Linked DNA regions of Sus scrofa: region 1 is linked to region 2. Evidence: chromatin contacts called from public Hi-C data. All regions are on one chromosome and are shown on one strand. Each heading gives the region's core, a stretch centred on a gene start, on an enhancer-like site or on the middle of the called end of the contact. The rest is flanking DNA. Distances are from core to core; before and after follow the strand shown. Region 1 holds the start of ASB13 (ankyrin repeat and SOCS box protein 13). Region 2 holds the start of GDI2 (GDP dissociation inhibitor 2).

Region 1 (7,089 bases), core at 4,517-7,016, 110 kb before region 2:
TAAGAGAGGAAATAGAAAGTGAAAGAAAAGAAATGAAAGCAAACGAGAAACGTGAAAGAGGTGATCTAAGAAGCAGAATCGCCAGGGAAAATAAAGATCTCCCTACACGCCCTTAATGAGCTGCGCCGGAATCCCAGAGATGAGCTGCAACCACCGGGGCACAGGCCCAGTTCCGACCCGGCCCCCTGCCTCCCACCGGCCCCAGCGGGGCTTCGGAGGGGCGGGGGAGGGGGGTCACCCTCGGGGCGGGTTCCTGGTTCCCCAACCACAGAGCTCAGCCTCGCATCCCAACCACCTGGCCTGTGACCCTCCAGCTCTGCCTAAGCCGAGGGACATCTAAGTCTCGGTTTTCTCATCATGGGAGAGAACATTTCACAGGGCTGTTTTGGGGGAAAATAACAGAATGATGCATAGCGTTTTGCCTGGAAAAAGTGCTGTTTTGTAATCACCATGTTTGACTTCCTTGGATACCTTCATTTGCCCAGAACAGGCTTTTTTTGGTTTGTTTCATAACGCGTTCTCTTTGAAGTCCGGCTTTCGGAGAAGCGTCCCACTCTAATTACCTCTCTTCCTCGAGAAAACATCCTGGCTGATTATCCCACTGGAGGCTCCTTTCCCCCCAGAGTAAAGAATGGCAGGGCTCGGGCGTTTCAAGTTCGACCCAGAAAACGAAGCGCAGACATATGCCCCCGGGCTCTCCCCAAAGGCCCCACGATGCTGGGGATAAATTCCGGGAAGGAAGGACCACAGATGCTGACAGTGAATTCTAGAGAGAGCCCTGCTTATACACGGAGGGTCTCCATCAAAGATGACTGTGACTGGAGTTCCCGTCGTGGCGCAGCGGAAACGAATTTCTCTAGTATCCATGAGGACACAGGTTCGATCCCAGCCTCGCTCAGTGGGTTTAGGACCCGGCGTTGCCCTGAGCTGTGGTGTGTAGGTCACAGACATGGCTCAGATCCCACATTGCTGTGGCTGTGGTATAGGCTGGCGGCTACAACTCCGATTCGACCCCAAGCCTGGGAACCTCCATAGGCCGCGGGTGTGGCCCTAAAGAGACAAAAAGAAAAATAAAGAAGGAAGCTCCACCTCCCGTGAGCCACTAGTCAGCCCAGCTCCATCCAACTGACTCAATTCTCCCCCAGAAGGTACCTCTGTGCCTCAGTGTTCGATCCACAGTCACTCATCGTCCTCCCGCTCCCGTGGATGGGTCCAGACTGGCTCACATTCCCCAAGACGCCACAGGCCAAGCCTTCCTCTGGCTCAGTGGTTCTCAGCTTTGGTTGCCTGTGAGAGTACCTGGACCCCTTTCCAAGTGCGTGGCACCCAGGCTGCACCCCAGAAGGATTCGATCGGAATCTCTGGGGATGGGCCCCGGGTGCCAGTGTTTTCTAAGACCCTCGGGGGGCGCGGGCGTGCAGCAGCTGGGCTCTTCACCTGTTCTGCCGTTTTGCTACCGGAGGAAGGCAGCACCTTCACCTTCAAGAGTCCCAGCCCCTCAGGACACTCTTCCTCCTTTCCTCCGAAGGTCCAGCCCAAGAGCCCCTATTTCATCTCCTCCTCCTCAATCCCCAACACTAAAGAAACTCCCACCCCCTCCCCATCCTCCAAGGCAGCCCGTTTTTACCAAGAAACCAAAATTCATTTGTACAGCCATAGCTGGCAGCCACTACTGGCCACAGCGACTACCCGGGCATCTGAATTGGTATTAAAATCAGCTAAATAGATTTCCTTCAGATCCTTTTATTAGCAGGAATACAGTAAAGTTTTTTCCAGTAAAGGACACTTCTAGAGAGTTCTAGAAGTTTCTTCCAGTAAAGGACACTTCTAGAGAGTTCTAGAACGCAGCTTTCTCTAAGACAGAAAGAAAAGCACGATTTGAGAAGATTTTAAGGACATTTACCTCCCGGCCAGGGCACTGATGATCTAGCTCTCTCAAAGTAGTTTCCATACAGTTCTGTCTCTGTCTCTGTCCTTTCTTTTTTCTTTTTATTTTTGGTGGGGCCTGAGGCATGTGGAAGTTCCTGGGCCAGGGATTGAATTGCAGGTATAACCAGAGGCGCAGCAGTGACCAAGCCAGGTCATTAACCCACTGAGCCGGCAAGGAGCTCCCAAACAATTCTATTTTTTTAAAGACAAATTCCACAGGCCCAGAAGAAGGATGAACCTGTACACACTTGCCAGGCACAGGGGTGCAGATCAACCTGCCGTCCTGACTGCGGATCTCGAGGCAAGGACAAAAGGTGATGTAGGGTGGTGACAGTGCTCCTAAGTCCCCTGAGGGACCCCCTACGACACGAGACCAGCCTAGGGTTCCAAGTGACCCTGCAAGTTGATTACAGATGGACCTATCTGAAAGGAAGGACCTGGGCCTTTCAACGTGAAACAAGCAAAATGCAAAATAAAAACACACCACCTGGGAGTTCCCGTCGTGGCGCAGTGGTTAGCAAATCCGACTAGGAACCATGAGGTTGTGGGTTCGGTCCCTGCCCTTGCTTAGTGGGTTAACGATTCGGCGTTGCCATGAGCTGTGGTGTAGGTTGCAGAGGCGGCTCAGATCCCGCGTCGCTGTGGCTCTGGCGTAGGCCTGTGGCTACAGCTCCCATTCGACCCCTAGCCTGGGAACCTCCATATGCCGCGGGAGCGGCCCAAGAAATAGCAAAAAGACAAAAACAAAAAACAAAAACAAAAAAACACACCACCTGGGTTAAGACCCCAGCTGTGCGACTGACTTCCCAGGTGTGCGAGCACAGTTTCACCTCCAAGTTATCAATAACGACGACTGTCCTGCAGCTGTCACGGGGCTTGTGGCCAGTGCCCAGCACACAGCCTGGCAGCTCAGTGGCTCTCCCCGAGGTCCCTCCATAGGCCGCGTGGACATATGCCCCCGGGCCCTCCCCAAAGGACAGGGACCGCCTGTCCTTCTCTCTCTCAACACCACAGAGGCCAAGGAACTGTTTAGACTAAAGACAGCAAGGTCTTGCTTGGAGCCCAGATCCCTGACCACACTTTCATCTCCTGCCTGCCTCTTACTTCCATGGCAGAAGCTCCTGAGTGCAGAAGCTGAATACAGGACTCACTTTTTCAGCTTTCCAAACACACACTTAACCTTGGGTCAATCCTGATGTGTATTACTCTTGCTAAGTAACAAACACTGGATTCCCTTTAGGATGTGGCTTGCCCTAAATTCTTTGCTCGTAAGGATAAGCCCATGTTATTAGACTGCAACCTTTACTTTGGTGAGGTGTTACATTAAAAATAAACCTACACGGTTTGGTTAGAGCAGGCCACACATATAGAATTGGAGACCAGACTGTTAAAATGGCTTAAAGTGCCTACCATGGGTCTCCGCTTCTGCTGGGATAGCAGCGCTGTCCTGAATTCAACACACTGAGCTTATTCATTCGTGTTGAGAATAAAAATGTCAGCAGGATGAATTTTGGGAGACATATCTGAAATAAAACAATGACAGTGTCAAAAGTAACCATGGGCCCCAGCAGCTGTGCATCCATTAGTTCAGAATGCATTTTCTTCTCAAGATACATCCCTTAAATGATGCAAAAAAAAAAAAAAAAAAAGATCAGAAGTGATGCTGTGCTACTGAATGCTGTACATGAACAAAAAAAGTGTGTTTAAGTAGTTTTTCATGGTGAGCTGTTCATTGCGTACTTAATTGAACTAACCAAACCCAGATCACACTGACAGGGTCAAAGTCCTACTCCTGCCTGGCGTGGAATGCCACGTAAAAGAGAGATGTTCATTAAATGCCTTTGATCATGTGGAAGGTGGGGGTTTTGCAAAATCAATTAAAACACTCTTGCTTTGCTAGGGCTGTAATTCCCTCTTAAGCTAAATGTACCCTTAAGCTTCTCCCTTTTATTCCCACTACCTTTTTTTTTTAATCAGTGTAAAAATACTTTAGATTTTTTTCTTTCCGGTTTTTCACAGTACTTTCACTGCGCATTTCGTTTGCCCTAGAATTACGCTGCAGGCAGGAAAGTTTGCTTCCTCCAAGAACGGCCCTTTGCCCTTGAATCCACTGTATTCTTGGGTCGCCAAATGGTAAAGAAGGCTCTCTGAAGAACTGAGGTCGCATGTGTCGCAAGCGCGAGGAGGGCAGATGCCCTCCCTGTGTCTCTGTTAGATGCTAATGGCCTCGCGTACGACCTCCTCCGCTTCGGCTGGGAAGAAGGTGCAGCTCCCACGCTGGGCTCGTACCGGGGCTACCCGCGGAGTGGTCCCCCGTGGGTATATCCTAGGTTCTGGACAATGACTACCCACAGCCCCCATCCGAACCTGGCAATGACCACGCACAGCCCCGCATCCCCTCCAAGGTGCGCGGCGCCCCGGCGGGTCTGAAGTCCAGACAAGGATAACCCGCCCTGCAATGCGCCGGCCCGCCGGCCGGGGACCAGAGCTGGAAACCGCTTCTGAGCCGCATCGAGTCCCCGGACCTGCTCTTTTAAGGACATGGCCCTCCGACCCAGGCCCAATCGGACGCCCCTGGCGACACCTCAGAGCCGGGCGCGTCACCGCTCCGGGCGAATGCAGCCAGGGGCGCCCTTCGGTCCCCACAGCCGGCCCCACGCTCCCCGAGCCCCGCACATACCCACGTCGCCCAGGAAGCAGCCGTCCGCGGTGCGGGGCTCCATGCCGCCGGCTCCCGCGCGCCCCGGTTCCGCCGCCCGGCCACCGGCACCGACGGGACCTGAGCCTGGACTTGGGCCGGGACCGCGCCGCCCGCTGGGCGGGGCCAATCGGCGCCACCGCGCGTCGGCTCAAGGTGGCCGCGCGCTGGGACTTGTAGTTTCCTTCCCGCCCGCGCGGCTCCCTGGGCTCCAGGCCAGCGCCGCGCCGCGTCCACCTGCGTCCCATTCCGCGATCGCTGAATGTGCTGGGCAAAAGCGTTCGCGCGCAAAGTATATGTTCTTTTTGCAAACCTGAGGTGTGTCCATGTGCAGATGGTGTCTGTGTGCAAAACGTCCATGCATCCAGGAGCAAAATATTTCCTCATGCAAAACATGCGCGTGTGACCATGTACACAGGGTGTCCGTGTGCCAGTGTGCAGAACATGTGACCATGTGCGCAAGTGCCCTTGTGCAAAACATGCATCTGTGTGCAAAATGTGTTGCACATGCAAATTGTGCCTGTATGTCCACGTGCAGTGTGTCCAGTGTGCAAAACATATCCGTGTCCAAGTGTCCGTTGCAGAATAGGCCCATGTGTCCATGTGCAAAAAAGTGTCCAGCTGCTGCAACTCCCTACCTTCCTTTACATGGACTGGGCTGCGTGCGCTAAGCTCCAGAGTGCCCCCATGCTTTCATTTTAAGGACAGACTTTCTACAGGAGCTGGCATACTCCCTGTTTCTTTCATCTTTCCAGAGAAATCATTCCAAATTGTTCATGTTCATTAAAACAAACACCTTTTGAAGTCTTGCAGTAGAACTGGAAAATGTGTTTGAGTCCCAGTGGGTGACTGAATAATGGAGCTTTTTTTTTTTTTCTTCTGCAAAGCAGCTTATGAAGTTCAGGTACAACCTTGCCCAAGTTCGTTGCAGCCATGTCAGGGAGTAATACGTGTGAAAGAAAAAGAGAGGAAGCAGAACCAGGCAGAAGGGGCAACCAGACTGCAGTGCAGACCCAACCCAGCAGGAAGCTTGGAATCCCACATTGGGCAGGAAATGGTTAAGCCCCATGTAACCCTATGGTGTTCAGTCATTGGTCAGCTGCCACCCCAAGAAAGGCAGGACTTTGGCTTAAAAACCAAAGCAAACTCTGAATCAGCTGACGTTGGGGATGTCCTCTAACCATACTCTTTGCTTTTAAATGGCAGGTTCTTTCTTTAAGAGGGACCAGAGCAGCCTTATCCCTCAGCTGGACGCCAGTAATCCTTACCCTCCCTGGAGTTTCAGAGCCACTGCTTTAAGGTTACCTGTTTGCTTGTCCTCGTTCATTTCAATACTAAGAGATAATTACACCTAGGTTGTATTCTGCTACTGAGATAATTTTTGCGGTTGTTATAATTTGCTTTTTTGTATTACCTAGTTATTTTGTCGTAGATGTTTCTCTGGATTGGACCAGGTGGTATGCCGGATGGCCCTCCTACCTAAACCAAAGATGTCTAACATTCAAGCGAGGAAGTAAAACTAGCAGTTAATTCAAGAGATGATTGATGATAGGACATGATTGGGGAAATTTCGAGGAAACAAACAAACATCAATTTTGGACCAGTAATGGGCGTTTTTCCACAGAGTGGGTGGAACGGAAGCTAGAAAACAAGCTCTAACCCCGTTTCCTTCCTCTCCTCTTGTCCAGTTTCCTCTGAGAGATTTTCCTCTGTTTGCTTTTTTCCTCCTGTTCTTTCCTTTCTCCACTCCAACATAACAAAAAAACTTCTGTCAGTCAGTAATGTTTATCTATTGAGTTTCCCCCACTCTTTTTTTTTTTTTTTCTTTTTCTTTTTAGGGCTGCACCTGCGGCATATGGAAGTTCCCAGGCTAGGAGTTGAATCAGAGCTGTATCTTCTGGTCCACACCCAGCCACAGCAATGCAAGATCTGAGCCACATCTTCGACCCATGCCACAGCTCACTGCACAGCCAGATCCTTAATCCACTGAGCAAGGCCAGAGTCTGGACCTGCATCTTCGTGGATCCTAGTGGAGTTTGTAACCCGCTGAGCCACAACGGGAATTCCCCATTGAGCCTCCACTGTGTGAAATATTTGACACTGGGCACTATGGGGGATAGGCGAGAATGGAAAATGTGATCCTAAGACCTAAAGAGGTTTCTGCCCCTGCCTCCCTCCTGCTTCCCCCAACCTTGGCCACCATTCATCGGTCATCAGAATTATCTTTTTAAAATACAGATCTGATCAGATCTCATCATGTCCTCAATACGCCAAAGGCCTGTCTCACAAACGACTTGCCATCCTCAGCAATGCTGAGCATTCACGCGTCTGTGCCCTTCTGCTTCCTCTGCCTGCAGAATCCTACTCAGCCTTGAGGGACCAACTTAGATCACCTCTCCCACGAAGGCTGCCTGGTTCCTATAGCCAAATTTAATCCCTCATGCCTTTGTATTTGCCCAGAA
Region 2 (7,048 bases), core at 881-3,380:
ATCTAGGAAGGCTCACAGGGATTAAATTTATCACCACTATAAAACGACAGCAGAAATTGGTCTGATTTCCAGTTAAGTACACATCTACAATTCTTCAAAAAGGTCATAATTAATCCAAGTGAAAATTTAAAGTGCAGTATCTTTTTTTGGTAAAGTGCATTATTTGAATTTGGTTATTATGCAATAAGACATGCCATCTTTGATACAAAGTGATGCTTCTGAACTAGGCATGTAGAAACCTGCAGGATGATGGATTTGCACTCATTTGTGCATGCTTAACTGACCTAATGGAGAGCAAATCTGAAAGACCAGCATTAACTGTAGAAAAACAGTGGAACTGGCTCTTACAATTCGCTTGCAGCAACAGTGCCCATTTCAATGGGCAAAATCCACCACAAAATACTAAGCTCAGCTCAGAATCCCGATTAAGCACTTCTGGCGGAGGGGACGGGACACCTTTCTTTCATTTAGGCATCCAACAGTCTTTTAACTCATTACCAAAATAGAAATTCAGCCCAATACCTTGCATTCAGAATCACTAAACAGCTTTCTAGGTAAGCCAGCTCACCTTCTTGGTACTGATTCCTAACCAATCGCTTGTCTTTTTCTGGACTAGTCAAACATAATCAAGTATGCATTACGAGCATGCTCATCATGAGCATTATCCAACCATCGCCATAAATCACCATAAATAGAAAAAGGACAGGTCACAAAAGTGCCATTCTGGTTTCTAACAATCTTTTCCTTAAAATCTAGCCAAATGCAAGTTCGAAGGTTTTCTCTTATCCAAAGAAATCTAAAGTTACTTTGGAGTGTTACCTGAAAAAAATATTAATTTGATCTTGAGCGATTACAACTCATTTCCACAAATTTGGTCATGGTATATGTGAAATGACTCAGGACTTTGAGATCAGATTACACAGGATACACAAGCTCAAAATCAGTGCCTGTCTTAAAACGAAGCAGCTCAGAGTCAAAACTTCAAATTTCAAAAAAACGTTTGATAACGGAAATGGCCTGCTCTTTAAATGGAACTCTTCTGCAGGACGGTCTTCATTTTCTGTAAAAGAAGAACACCTGCCTGCATTCTCTGCAGGGTGTTACCTCAAGTTCTCTACGCAGACAGATGGCTGGGAAAAGGAATTTACCCTGGTAGGAGGCGCACCGTGGAGTAGTGGAGAACTTGGCCTCCAGAAACCCAACCCCAATCCCTTCTCAGGGGAAAGGGTCCAGAAGAGACCGCGGAGGCAGAGACAGACCAAACAAAAGGAAAGGTGGCCAACGTCAGGGGCGACAGCATTAGACACCTGTGGGGAAAACCCCCTTCCTATGCTACAGATGCTCAAGGGCGCGGGGACGGTGGTCGAAGGGAAGGGAGTGGGGAGGAGCATGAGAAGACGATTTTCTCCAAAGTCTAAGTTCACCGAACGTAACTACCTGCCAACAGTGATTACTTAATGACCTGTCCCCAAGGCTGACTCGTAGCAGGGGCTGAAGCCAAGTAGGAAACGCCGCTGTGATTGGCCCCCACCCTCCCCCACCCCGCGGCGGCTTTTCCGCTCCCGAGTCGGAGGCCACCCCCCAGCCGGGAGGCGCAGCAACTCCCCGGCCCGGCCTGGTCTCTCCCGTGGCGCCGCCGACTCGCACTCCCCACCTCCTCTCCCTCGGCCGCCACGACCCAGCCAGGCACCTGCCGGACCCGCTTCCACCTCCGGGCGTCTCCTCCCCGCCGGACGCGCCGCTCGCCCGTGCGGCCGCAGGCCGGGCCCCCGGGAGACTCTGGGAGAGGCCCCTGCAAGGCCGGCGCGGCCCGCGGGGGCGGCGCAGGGCGAGCGGCCGCCCCTCCCGCCTGGCCCCGGCCCGGCCCCCCGCCCGCCCGCCGGGCCTCACCGTCAGGCCGGTGCCCAGCACGATCACGTCGTACTCCTCATTCATGGCGGGGCCGGGGCGGACGGAAGCCCAGAGAAAGCCGAAGGCGCAGCCCGCTAGGGTCGGGGGCTAGGCGGCCACCCTGAGGAGGCAGGGGAGCACGCAGGCCGGCCCGGGCCCGAGGGGAAAGGGAAGCGGGAGCACAGGGAACACGGAGCTGGCGAGGACGGAGCCGGCCGCCACCTCAGACGGGAAGAGAAGAGCGGGGCGGGGGAGGGAGGGAGGACGGGGAGGGGAAGGAGAGGCAGGCGGCAACCGCGGCCTCCGCAGCCGGGGCGGGGCTTAGAGGAGGCCGTCGATCACGCCTTTCCCGCTGGCTCATTGGCTACGTTCCCATCGCCCGACCAACCCCCTGCCTGTCCCACGTCTCGCGAGAAGAGGGCGGGCGGTCCCCCTCGTGGCTTCCGGTTCTTTCCCCCCCCGCCGGGGGGGCAACCAGCCACCGTGGTCGGGGGCTGCAGTGCTGCGCGCTGCCCCCCCCACCTTCCCCAAGGCTGGGGCGAGAACGTGCTTGCAGCCCGGTAGCGGCTGTCCAGTTCCTTATTCCCGCTTTGCTGGGGGATCCGAGGCACACCGTGGACCCCGGGCCCTGCCGCCGCCCTTGGACTTTGGGCCTGCGGCGGCCACGTGGACCGGAACCCGCTGCCCCAGGACTGCGGGCAGCCGCCTGGGGCCCCGCATTCCCGCCTGCCCGCCCGCCCGCAGACCCGGAGCTGACGCCACGTGGCCTGACCCCGGCTGGGCCTGCGACGGCTCAGCTCCTACGCCCCCACGGCGCGCCTTGTCTGGTCTTTTGATGCTTGTCTAGCTTGTCTATCCTGTCTCCCTTTCCTGAAGGAAAAAGGACCCAACATATTTTGAGTTCAGAAATCACTCCTTTATCTTACTTCGTATCCGGTGTCATTCTTGCTTGATGCGTTGCCCCATGTTCGGCCTTAGGAAATTTAGAAGGCTTGCGGGGGGGCGGGGGGGGGGACTGTACAAAGTAACCCTTGAAGTTCTCTTGTGGCCTAGGCGGTTGAGGATCCTGTGGATACAGTTAAATTCCTGGCCAGGGAACTTAACTGCACGCCACTAGTGCAGCCAAAAAAGAAAAAGTAACCCTTAACATTGTAAATCAACTATAATTAAAAGAAAAAGGTAACCTTTAGCATAAAAGGGAAGGCCAGACTTCATTGGAAGCAGGTCTCCACCTACTAAGGAGATAGATAACTTAAACCAGCTGTAAAAATATTAGCTGACCACTATGTGAATAGGTTTAGCCCATGAGCGTAAAAGAAACAATTTCCTGTTTGCCTTCTATACCCTCTATCCCCACCCATCCTTGCCTGGGCCCACCTCCAAACAAACCCACCATTTTTAGGATTCTCTTTGGGATCTCCAGCTGTGAGGGAGGATACAAGCAGTGGCTGGTGTTCACAACCAAACAGAGTAGACCTGTACAGCAGGCCTTTCAGGTAAGTGATTTACCTAAAGGCCTCTGTTTTCAGACAGGTCTGCATACTCAGCAGACAGAAGAGATGGTATTTCAAGATTTACTCTCAGAAGTTCACCGGTGTCTCAGCGTGTTAAGGATCTGGCATTGTCATTGTGGCTTAGCTTCACTACCAGGAACTTCCACATGCTGTAGGAAAAAGAAAAAAGAAAAAAAAAAAAGATTTACTCTTAAATATAGCTGGATAAGAGCTATTGAAAGTGAATCTTTATAGACAGAACTCTGTTGTGTTTAAATCATTCTGATTCAGGAAAGAATGTAACATTTTTACAATGTTTCTTTACCCCATAAAGTTTGAGAGAAGTTCTCCTGTGGTGCAGCCTAAGAATCCAGTATTGTCACTGCAGCTGCTTAGGTCACTACTGCTGTGGTGCAGGTTCAATCCCTGGACCGAGAATCTCCACATGCCGCAGGCAAGGCCAAAAAAAAAAAAAAAAAAAGTTTAAGAACGCATGTCGTATTGGACGATGGCCCTTTTTTGGGGGGAGGGAAAAGAAAGGTATTTAAATTTATATTCAACGTCAACTGGATGTGTTATACATTAGCAACCAAATGAATTTTTATAAATAGACAAAAATCAAGTGCAAAGTTACTAGACTACTGAACAGATTATATATAACAGTGTCACTGACTTTTCTTTGGCTAAACGGGATGCCTTAACAAAATCCTACTGTTGCTCTCCAAGGAGTCAGGCGTTACATACATAGTAGACATTTATTTCTTACAGCCCTGGAGTTTAGGAAGTACAAGGTCAAGGTGTGTTTGGTGAGGATCGGCTTCCTGGTTCCCCCTGTCTTACCACTGTGCCCTCACATGGCAGAAGGGACAAGGAATCTCTCCAGGACTGCTTTTATAATATTACCGATGTTTTTAAACAGACAGAAAATATTGAGTCATATTTTTTTTTAAAAGCTAGAATCTTTTTCACATATTGCCCTAAGTTTCTGAAGGTCGAAGAAGATTTTAAGCATATCAGTTGAATTACGTGTCCACCTGAAGGATAGTTCATTCATGTGGAGTTACCGGAAAACTTAAAGGCAATGGATAAGGGAACTGAATTTAAAGCTAGTAAGTGAGTGTCCATCGTGGCACAGTGGTTAACGAATCCGACTAGGAACCATGAAGTTGCGGGTTCGATCCCTGGCCTCGCTCAGTGGGTTAAGGATCTGGCATTGCTGTGAGCTATGGTGTAGGTCGAAGACGCAGCTCGGATCCCGCGTTGCTGTGGCTATGGTGTAGGCCTGCAGCTATAGCTCCAATCCAACCCCTAGCCTGGGAACCTCCATATGCCGCAGGAGTGGCCCAAGAAATGGCAAAAAAAGAAAAATAAATTAAATAAATAAATAAAGCTAATAAGGCTCCTCAGTCTGATCCCCTACAGTCAAGTTTAGTTTTGTTGGCAGATAAGTCCTATGGCCCTGCCGAAGGAAAAAAAAAAAAAAAAACAAGAAGAAAACCTGGGAGTTCCCGTTGTGGCTCAGTGGTAACAAACCCAACTAGTAACCACAAGGATGCGGGTTCAATCCCTGGCCTCGCTCAGTGGGTTAAGGATCTGGCATTGCCGTGAACTGTGGTGAAGGTGCAGACAAAGCTCAGATCCTGCGTTACTGTGGCTGTGGTGTAGGCCAAGAGCTGAAGCTCTGATTTGGCCCCTAGCTTGGGAATTTCTATATGCCATGGGTGTGGCCCTAAAAAGACCAAAAAGAAAAAAACAAAAACAAAAAAAACCTGGACCAGTCTTCAACAGATTGAAGCATCCAGATTCAACCCACCTATTCTAATTGCCATGGAACTTGGCAGACAACAAATACTGTTTATGGTGAAGTGGCTTGAAAGCCACAAATTGGTTCCGTGTCTCAAAGGCCACAGAGGGCAGTTCCTGACAGAGAAAAACCTTAGGTTGGGGGAAGTAGGAGGGTGGCGGAGAGGAGTGGAAACCTCCATCCACCTTGGAAATGTTTCAGATCCTAACCCAAAACAAGAGCGGTCCAGTGAGAGTCTTATTTATACTTGGGTTTTTGAGAATAATTCTTTGCGGACCTGTTTCTCCTAAGCCTCTGCCTGCCCTTTGAAGAGACTGAGTTCAAAGAAAAGAAAACGAGAGTGAACCTTAGTCCAGATGGTCTTTCTCTGTCCAAAACCACAGCAGTTTCTCACCAGTGTTTCCCTTCCTGGCAGTGAGAACCATTAGGCCAGGGCTTCAGTCGGAGCCACATCTGCCACCTACACCACAGCTCTCAGCAATGCCAGATCGTTAACCCGCTGAGTGAGACCAGGGATCAAATGGGCATCCTGATGGATGCCAGTCAGGTTTGTAACCTGCTGAGCCACAACAGGAACTCCCCGTTATCTTCTTAAAACACAAATCTGAGCATGTCCACGCTTTTGCCTGCCTTTGCGTTGAGAGTAAAACGCAAATGCTTGAATAGGGCCTAAAAGTACGGTTTCATCTGCCTCTCCCACCTCTCCCGCTTCATCTCGCTGCCCTCTGGCTCACAGCACTCCGCACACAGCAGTCTTTCAGTTCCTAGAATCTGGTTGGGCTTGTAACCACCAAGGGCCCTGTATCCTCTCTGGCGCCAAAGCTACCAACCCCCACTTCCCCTGCTGCACCTCTTCTCACGGCTAATTCTTTCCACTTCCTTAAGTTTCAGCTTAAAAAACCTTCTCTAATCACTTTAGCTAAAGAAGGTTCCTCTCAACTTTGATTCTGTATCAGCACCCTGCTTATGTCTTCCATTCCTTTCTATCAGATTGGTGGGTATTTTCTTTACTTAGGCTAGAGACCTATAAAATATAACTGTTTAAAATCCGGGTGGCTAATGCTGAAGATAAAACATGATAAGATCTAGACCAAAATGTAATGAAGTCCCCCAAATCTGTATTTCCCAGGTTATGGCGTTTCCTTTACTCTCCCCACCCCCAAGCTGCTCATCTGCTCCTGAGCTCCATCTCGGCCGTGACTGGTCCACCCTGGGCCCAAACCACAAATCTAGATAGCATCCTTTCTCTCCTTCCATATTTCTTTCTGTTTTCTTTTGCTGTGTAACCGACCACTCCAAAACTCAGTGGCTTAAAAAAAGAAAAAAAAAGCAAAATCCTAGTTGCTTAAAACAACAGCGTATATTATCTCTTATGATTCTGTGGATTGAATGGGCTCAGACTTGAGGGAATTGCTTCAGTCTATGGCATGGCTGTCGTGAGGGGCTGGGGCTGGGCTCATCTGAAGGTTGGACTGGTCTGAGCTGCCACGATGGTACATACACACGGCTGACCGTTGATGCTGCCTGTCAACTGAGAGCTTAAGTGAAGCTGTCAACCAGAGTGGCTCTGTTTGTATGGCCTCTCCATTTGGCTTGTACTTCCCAAACTATGGCCGTTGTGTTCCAAGAGTATAAATTCTAAGAAGCAAGAAATAAGAAATGGAAGCTGCAGGGCTCTTAAGACCTGAACCTGGAACCTGGCACAGTGTTCCTTCTGCCATGTTTGTTTTTTGTCAAAGCAGATACAGAGCACACCCCAATTCAAAAGGGGGAGCTATAGGAGTTCCTGCTGTGGCTCGGCAGAAACGAACCTGACTATTTATCCATGAGGACATGGGTTCCATCCCTGGCCTTGCTCAGT

Evidence for each region. A called contact is a pair of places that touch in the nucleus more often than the background predicts.
Region 1: a Hi-C map of liver shows a contact between it and region 2, with 6 times the contacts expected there. The contact joins the promoter of ASB13 here to the promoter of GDI2 in region 2. A contact is called at or near these places in 1 of 5 promoter capture datasets (liver), 1 of 47 Hi-C or Micro-C datasets (liver) and 1 of 2 datasets of contacts at active chromatin or transcription factors (alveolar macrophages).

Annotation. Positions count from the first base shown.
Region 1 is chr10:65,273,153-65,280,241 of Sscrofa11.1, reverse strand. It overlaps ASB13 (ankyrin repeat and SOCS box protein 13), which reads right to left and starts at 5,766. Exons shown (of 8, transcript XR_002336428.1): 1 at 4,610-5,766; 2 at 3,340-3,452.
Region 2 is chr10:65,155,782-65,162,829 of Sscrofa11.1, reverse strand. GDI2 (GDP dissociation inhibitor 2) reads right to left here and starts at 2,130. Exons shown (of 11, transcript NM_001001643.1): 1 at 1,891-2,130. The coding sequence starts at 1,935.